Linked DNA regions of Mus musculus: region 2 is linked to region 1. A link is a contact called in public promoter capture Hi-C data. All regions are on one chromosome and are shown on one strand. Each heading gives the region's core, a stretch centred on a gene start, on an enhancer-like site or on the middle of the called end of the contact. The rest is flanking DNA. Distances are from core to core; before and after follow the strand shown. Region 1 overlaps Btbd9 (BTB (POZ) domain containing 9). Region 2 overlaps Dnah8 (dynein, axonemal, heavy chain 8).

Region 1 (3,549 bases), core at 387-2,886:
TGCTGTGCATGTGCTGTAAGATTTGCAGGGATTATTTTTCCTTATGTCTTGGAAGATACTGAAACCAACGAATGTCCTTGTTCCACGTTACTGGATTAAGTAGCTTGTCAGATCACAATCTTGTGACCAGAGAGTAGAGATGTCCTATTGGGGAGTAGCTTTTTACCCTGCTCAGGGAACAAGAATGTGCAAAAGCCTCAGAAAAGCCCCACAGATGCAGAAGTTTAATGCTCTTGTTAGGAAGTTATTATTATGTCTAACTACCCTTTAATAACCTGGTAGCTTGTCTCTAAGCTGGAGACTGCATCTGGTTCTGAATTCAACAAGTTTAAGTTAGATTGGTTCTAGGATTACAAATAGCCCTCAAGTCTTAAAATGTGAGAATGTTTCTCTTTTTTCTTTCTTTGTGTGTGTGTGTGTGTGTGTGTGTGTGTGTGTGTGTGGTTTTACGAGACAGGGTTTCTCTATGTAGCCCTGGCTGTCCTGGAACTCACTCTGTAGACCAGGCTGGCCTCCAACTCAGAGATCAGCCTGCCTCTGCCTCACGAGTGTTGGGATTAAAGGTAAGCGCCACCATGCCTGGCTTGTGAGAATGTTTCTTAAAATGTGAGAATGCATCACTGACTATAATATTTAAGCTTTCACTAAAAGTTGAAGCAATAGTGAAGAATTCAAATGTCACATGGGCTCCAGACATTACAGAGAAGCCACTCTGTATCTGCTTCCTGCATAGCCTCTTGAGGCCTAGAGAGAAGGCTCACAGGAACAGTGGGTTCTCAGAGGCTGTGGCCCCCTGTTGCCCTGGATGGCCTAGCAGAGAGGGATCTTGGGAGAACACAACTGGCCCGAGGAGAGAGGAGTGGGTCAGGGTAGGACAGCTTCTGACCACAGGGCTCTTTCACCAAGCCCCAGGGCATGGCCAAGGGAACAGCTTGTCTCTCAAGCCTCTCAGTGTTCAACTCAGGCACTATCAGAGCCATGGAGCTGAGGTGATGGTACACTGGGTTGGGGGGGGGGGCGGGTGTGCACTACTGGGAACGTGGGGAACATGGCTGCCCAGCTCCCAGGCTAGCCTAACACTCTCTCAGCACAAGGGTTGGAGGTACCAGAAAATGCCATGCCGAACCCACAGTTCACATGGCATTCTGGAGCCAAGGTTAATCTACACGGAGGAAATAAATGATGCTATGGCTTTTGTAAATTTAGAGTGTGGTTTTAAAAAGGTTTGTCTGAAATAGAATAAAACTTATCTTCCACTGCTCTTTAGTAGCCTATAGTCAGTGCTTGGGAGTATACAAAATAAACACAGCATTTTAAAATGACATTCTAATCCTTTTACATCTGTTAGGAAGATCTTGGTTCTGCATTCTAGCCCTCCCCAGCTCAGGTCTCCATACTTCAGGGAGAAATGGCAATTCCCCACCCACTCCACCTGCCCTATCTTCTGCTACAACAGGCAAAGGCTAGAGAGCAGAGACCCCCCCAAACTAATTGTGACTGTGAGTCCAGCTTTCTAGGCAATCTTAAGGAAGCCATTTAACCATCCTCGACTTCAATTCTCTATTGTGTGACAAGGAGAGCTGCCCCCTCTTTCTCTCCACCTTCTGTGACACTAGCTGCTCAGTTCGGTGAGGTTTGAGTTTCAGTTTCAAATGAGCTCTTCATGTCGTCCTTCCCTAGTAACCAAGAGCCAGGTCTTCCCTAAGGAATGGTGGGTAGGCCTGGGATTTCAAATCCGAGTCATACAAGGAGATCTGTGTGCTCAGGAGACACCACCTTGCGATTGTAAAAGGATTGGGGAAAGGAAGGAAGAGCCAATAACAATTCTACTGACCTGCAAAAAACTATTAGCACCTGCTAGTGTAATATGCAGCCGGCAGTTTCAGAATAACCGAGAAAGCAGTTCCCTCTGGTCGATATTTGCTGGGGACAGCAATTTCTGACCTACTGAATCAGATCAAGATCATCTGAGTCATTAGAGCAGAGACGTCTTTGTGCTCACGGTCCAGGGCCGAGCAGTCTCTTTTCCTTAAACAAAAGCTTCTGCCCATAGCTGCCTTCCGGGCTGGTTCTGCTTCAAGGTTCCAAGGGCTATCACAACGCAAGGAGTAAATCAAAACTCATTTAAAAAACAAGTCACAGCTGTAAGTGGGCTTACACTTTATCAGCAGTAAGCGACTGTGAGCGAGCGACAAATGCCAGGTGGCTGTCCCACTATTCTTAGGAGAAACAGGAGAAGAGAGGATCAGAAAGAGAGAGGGGAGAAGAGGAAAGGTCCCTCAAGTATTTAGATGGTCTTCAAATGTTCATCATTTCCTTGGGGTGTGCTCGTTGCCAAGCTGACAGATGTTGCAGGAAACCTGCACTGTTCTGAAGAAAGGCTAACCTTTCAAAAGTGGAAGGAGGCGGGGGAAGCCCACCGCTCAGCGAAGAGATGACATTAAACTGGCCAGTAAAGCACCCTTGGCGTGCTGGATCGGAAAGGTGGTGTGATAACCCTGCCACAGAGGACTGGCCTGGGAGACAGCTCATCTTACTATGACTTGCCTTACTCAGAGTGCAAACTGGTCTTTAACCTAAATATTATAATGTCCAAGGCAGTCCAAAGGCTGCTTATTATGGTTTCAAACCGTCATGTCCCTAAGTGATAAGATGCACAGCATTCCTCTGGGGAGTCATGGATAGACCATATGCCTCTCCCCCAGACTCATGCCCACATGCCTTCCCATTCATTCTTCCTTGTCACACTTCACATATACACACATTTGTGCATATATGTATGTATGTGTACACCAAACACACACAGACATACGTGTGCATGTATGCGGTTTTTCAGAGCAGACTTCACAACTGGGTGCAAACTTGCATCGCTCTTCTGTAGTCTAGATCCTTGACATTTCATAAAGAAAGCCACCCAATGGAGGGCTGAGAAGGCTGAGCATTAACTTATGATACGAAGTAGGCTTTGCAAAGCCTAGTCCATTCGAACAAAGCAGCAGCAAGCAAGCACACGCCGGCGCTGCAGCTCTCCTCGCTGTGCGCCCAGTGTCCACACGGCAGAGCCAGCCGTCCTCTTCCTGAGGAGGATGCACCTCTTCTTAGCTCGAAGCTCTAAGCCTCCTGCTCAAAACGCACATGTTCCTGATCGTCACTGCGACTGCTCATCATTTCTCCTGTGCCCTAGTTTCACCTGATGTTTTGTGGGCTTTGCTGAGGGGTGACTCACCCAGTGTCTTCCCATGGAAGGCAGGCAGATTAACTAATCTATCTATTTAGAGATTAACAGTAATGGGACACAAGGAAAATTATACCTCCAGCCTGAAAAACCTGCAATTGCAGAACCATTTCAGAGAAGAACACCTCCATTTATATCAATTATCTTGTTTATCAAAGACAATGGCCTGCCGGCTGCCAGCAAAGAGGTTCAGGGTGTGCAGAGAGGAATAACAGGGCCTCGGAACTAGAGGCTGATAGCCATTTGCCACTTCACTTGGGGAGGTGACGCTCACTGTGACTGTTGTATAACTTTCCCACATTAACTTTGAAATG
Region 2 (3,310 bases), core at 445-2,944, 350 kb after region 1:
ATTTTGATTCCTTAGAACTGGCGGGATTTGGACGCACGAATCACCGACTCCGCTAATGAATCAAAGGATAACGTGCGCTATTTGTACACCCTGGAGAAAGTGTGTCAGCCCCTCTATAACTACGACCTGGTGAGCACGCTCCTGATGGTGGGGTTTTCTAGGGTCTGGAGGGGTGGCTCAGAGTCCAGAAGACTAAGAATCAGGGTTCCTAAAGTTAACTTGCACTGTTAAAGCATTTGGCCGCAGCGTGTGGTCGCAGCCGTTGGAAGCAAACCGGGATCACGTGTATGATAGAATTTACTTCCTGTATCTGGATGACTTTAGGTTTCCATGGCACACGGGATACAGAACCTGATCAATGCCATCAGAATGATTCACAGTGTGTCGAGGTATTATAATACATCAGAGAGGATGACGTCATTATTCATCAAGGTGAGCGCCTTTGTCTTCGTAGTCATAGTCCTAGTCTTAGTCGGCAGTGGCAGCTGCGGCGGCAGTGGTGTGGTGGTGTGTGTGTTTGATGTTGGCATGCCACAGCAGCCCGGGGAGGTCAGAGGATACTTTGTAGGGTCTGTTCTGTTCTACCTCTCCCTGTGTTCCTGGGAATGAACCCAGGTTGCCTGGCTTGTGAGGCAAGTGCCTTGACTTGCTGAGCCATCTTACCAGCCCACCATGGCGAGTTCTCTCCCTCCCGCTCCCTCTCCCCCTCTGCCCAGGATGTTTCCCAGGCTGGTCTCAAATTCTTTTATGTTGTGGAGGGCAGATGACCTTGAACCTCTGATGCCCCTGCCTCTATCTCCTGAGGTTCACCTGTCTGAAGTGATGGAACCCAAGGTTTTGAGCATGCAGGGCAAGCATTGATCTGTAGTCCTCCACTCAACCATCTTTTTCCCTTTTTAAAAAAAAAAAAATTTTTTTATGTGCATCTGTGTTTTGCCTGTATATGCATTCTGTGTTTTGCATTTGTACGTGCCTTAGTGAGGATGTTGGGTCCTGGAACTGGAGTTGCAGACAGCTGTGAGCTGCCACATGGGTGCTGGGAATTGAACCCCGGTCCTTTGGAAGAACAGTCAGTGCTCTTAACTGCTGAGCCAACTCTCTAACCCTCTCCTGTAACCTTTTTAAGTGGCTGTCATTCATTACTTTGGACTAGGTCAGGACTTAAATGGAAGTGTACTAGACAAATAGAAAATGTGTTTGACTTTGGGAGTCATGACCCCAGGGACAGTGACATAATTGCAGTAGGTAAATGTTTTGGGTTTTCTTTATTTTGATTTCATTTGTGTTTTGTTTGTTGTTGTTTTTAATTTTGTGACTTATGTACTCCACAAATTAATTATTTATCGCATGTATTATGCTTTTAAACGCCATTCACCTATAGCCACTTTGTACCTACCTTTATTTTAGGTGACAAATCAGATGGTAACAGCCTGCAAAGCATACATTACTGACGGCGGAACAAACCATGTGTGGGACCAGGAAACGCCAGCTGTACTAAAAAAAATCCAGGTTTGTAAAAGCGTTTCATTTTTCATAAAGCAAAGCTCTCAACTGGCAGCTCAATCTTGTTCCCTTTGTTCATTCATGAAACCGTGCTCCCTCGGAAGCCGTCACGGAGTAGTGTGGGAATATAAAAGAGGATTGTCATAGTTCACTCTGGTGGAGTCAGAGAGCTGGCTCAGTGGTAGAGAGCGCCGTGAGAATCCGGAACCCTTTGGCTCTGTAGGCGCCTGCACGCATGCGCAATGCTCCCTTCCCCTGGACGACTCAAAGTAACAAAGTATTTTATAAGTCAACAATGAGAAGAGCAAGTTAAAGTAGCAGGAGAAGTGAAAAAACTAACTGAAGTGGGCTCTGACTGGCAGGTGTGCAGTGTTGGACAGCAACACTAACCAGCCCAGAAGAGACCCGGGCAGATGCCCCTCCCCCTGCCCCGCCCCCAGTAGCCTTAGACAAGTACCTGTGCTCAAATTACAGAAGGAAAATAGGAAGCTGAGGCACTTATTCTAGAAGTGTGGAGAAACTGGGCTAAGGATGTAGCTGGATTGGTAGAAAGCTTACTAAGCGTGCATAAACCTCTGGGCCTCCTCTCTGGCATCCCATAAAAGAGGCCTGGAGGCACATCGCTGTTGCCCTAGTGTGGGGTTGGTAGAGATGGGAACATTGGGAATTCAAGGTCAACTTTGGCTACACAGGGAGCTTGAGGCCACCCTGGGCTACATGGGATTCCTGTTCTCAAACAACAGCAACAGAAGGTGAAGAAATGGATGGGCAAAGGGAAAAATAGTTGTGAGGAGGACTCATCTGCCGTTATTCATTGAGGTTGTAGCTATCTCTTCTCCTGCATACATTCACGTGGGACTTGATTGTCAGTCCTGAGAAGCACAGATTCTTTTCCTGGGATCAAGAGCACTAACAGACAAAGAGAAGAACCATCAAACACCGAGAAGCAAAACAGCTCTCAGTAACTTAAGGAATGAGCTCAGGGGCCTCAAGCAACAGGGAGCTACCTTCAGGGAGACATGAACATCTGGACACAGCTTTCTCCCTTTGACAGCAGAGCACAAGCGTTTGGAAGATGCTTTGAAATGTGTCCAGAGACTACACCTAACAAGTGGAGACAAAAACAAAACAAAACAAAACAAAAAAAACCTAACTAGATAAAAAATAAAATAAAAATAAATAAATAAATAAAAGAAACTGCACGTGCCAGGACAGGATCATTTATCCGAAGGGAAGATGAGCTGAGCCAGGGAAGGCTCAGAGTGCCAGAGTGAGCAAAGAAAAAAGTCTCAGAAAAAAACAAACCTAGAAGTGCCCCGGAACCAGTGCAAAGGGCAAGGACAGCCAAGAAATAGGGAATGGCTCTTAGTCAGGGTTCCATTGTGGCTTCGAGACACCGTGACCACGTGTCTCGGAAAGGACATTTAACTGGGGCTGGCCTACAGGTTCAGAGGTTCAGTCCATTATCCAGGCAGGAACATGGCAGCATCCAAGCAGGCATGATGCTGGAGGAGCTGAGAGTTCTACAGCTTCATCTGAAGGCTGCTAATGGAAGACTGGCTTCCAGGCAGCTAGGATGAGGGTCTTAAAGCCCACATCCACAGTGACACACCTACTCCAACAAGGCCATACTTTCTAATAGTGACACTCCCTGGGCTGAGCATAGACAAACCATAACAGTATCTTCTCCCAACTTCTTGTTTTTTTTTTGTTTTTTTTTTTTTTTTTTAATGATCCACTAAGTCCATTTAATACACTGGTATGGGACTGTCCCCAGGAGCTGAGAATCCCACTTGTAGCCAAAGCC

Evidence for each region. Capture Hi-C pulls out chosen DNA fragments and counts their contacts.
Region 2: a promoter capture Hi-C map of pancreatic islet shows a contact between it and region 1. The contact joins two enhancer-like sites. A contact is called at or near these places in 2 of 39 promoter capture datasets (pre-B cells and stem cell-derived epiblast-like cells), 1 of 484 Hi-C or Micro-C datasets (the HL-1 cell line), 1 of 115 datasets of contacts at active chromatin or transcription factors (bone marrow-derived macrophages) and 2 of 9 other capture datasets (adipose tissue and pancreatic islet).

Annotation. Positions count from the first base shown.
Region 1 is chr17:30,305,440-30,308,988 of GRCm38.p6, forward strand. The region is part of intron 7 of Btbd9 (BTB (POZ) domain containing 9); the gene reads right to left. Among named protein-coding and RNA genes, the nearest start is that of Btbd9, 270 kb to the right of the region's middle. Within about 2 kb of position 1,637, at least 13 of the 459 cell types and tissues checked have an H3K27ac peak or open chromatin away from gene starts, as enhancers often do. A contact at or near this core is called in pancreatic islet, where this site is marked.
Region 2 is chr17:30,656,562-30,659,871 of GRCm38.p6, forward strand. Dnah8 (dynein, axonemal, heavy chain 8) reads left to right here. Exons shown (of 93, transcript NM_013811.3): 9 at 16-129; 10 at 325-432; 11 at 1,408-1,509. Among named protein-coding and RNA genes, the nearest start is that of Dnah8, 31 kb to the left of the region's middle. Within about 2 kb of position 1,695, at least 105 of the 459 cell types and tissues checked have an H3K27ac peak or open chromatin away from gene starts, as enhancers often do. A contact at or near this core is called in pancreatic islet, where this site is marked.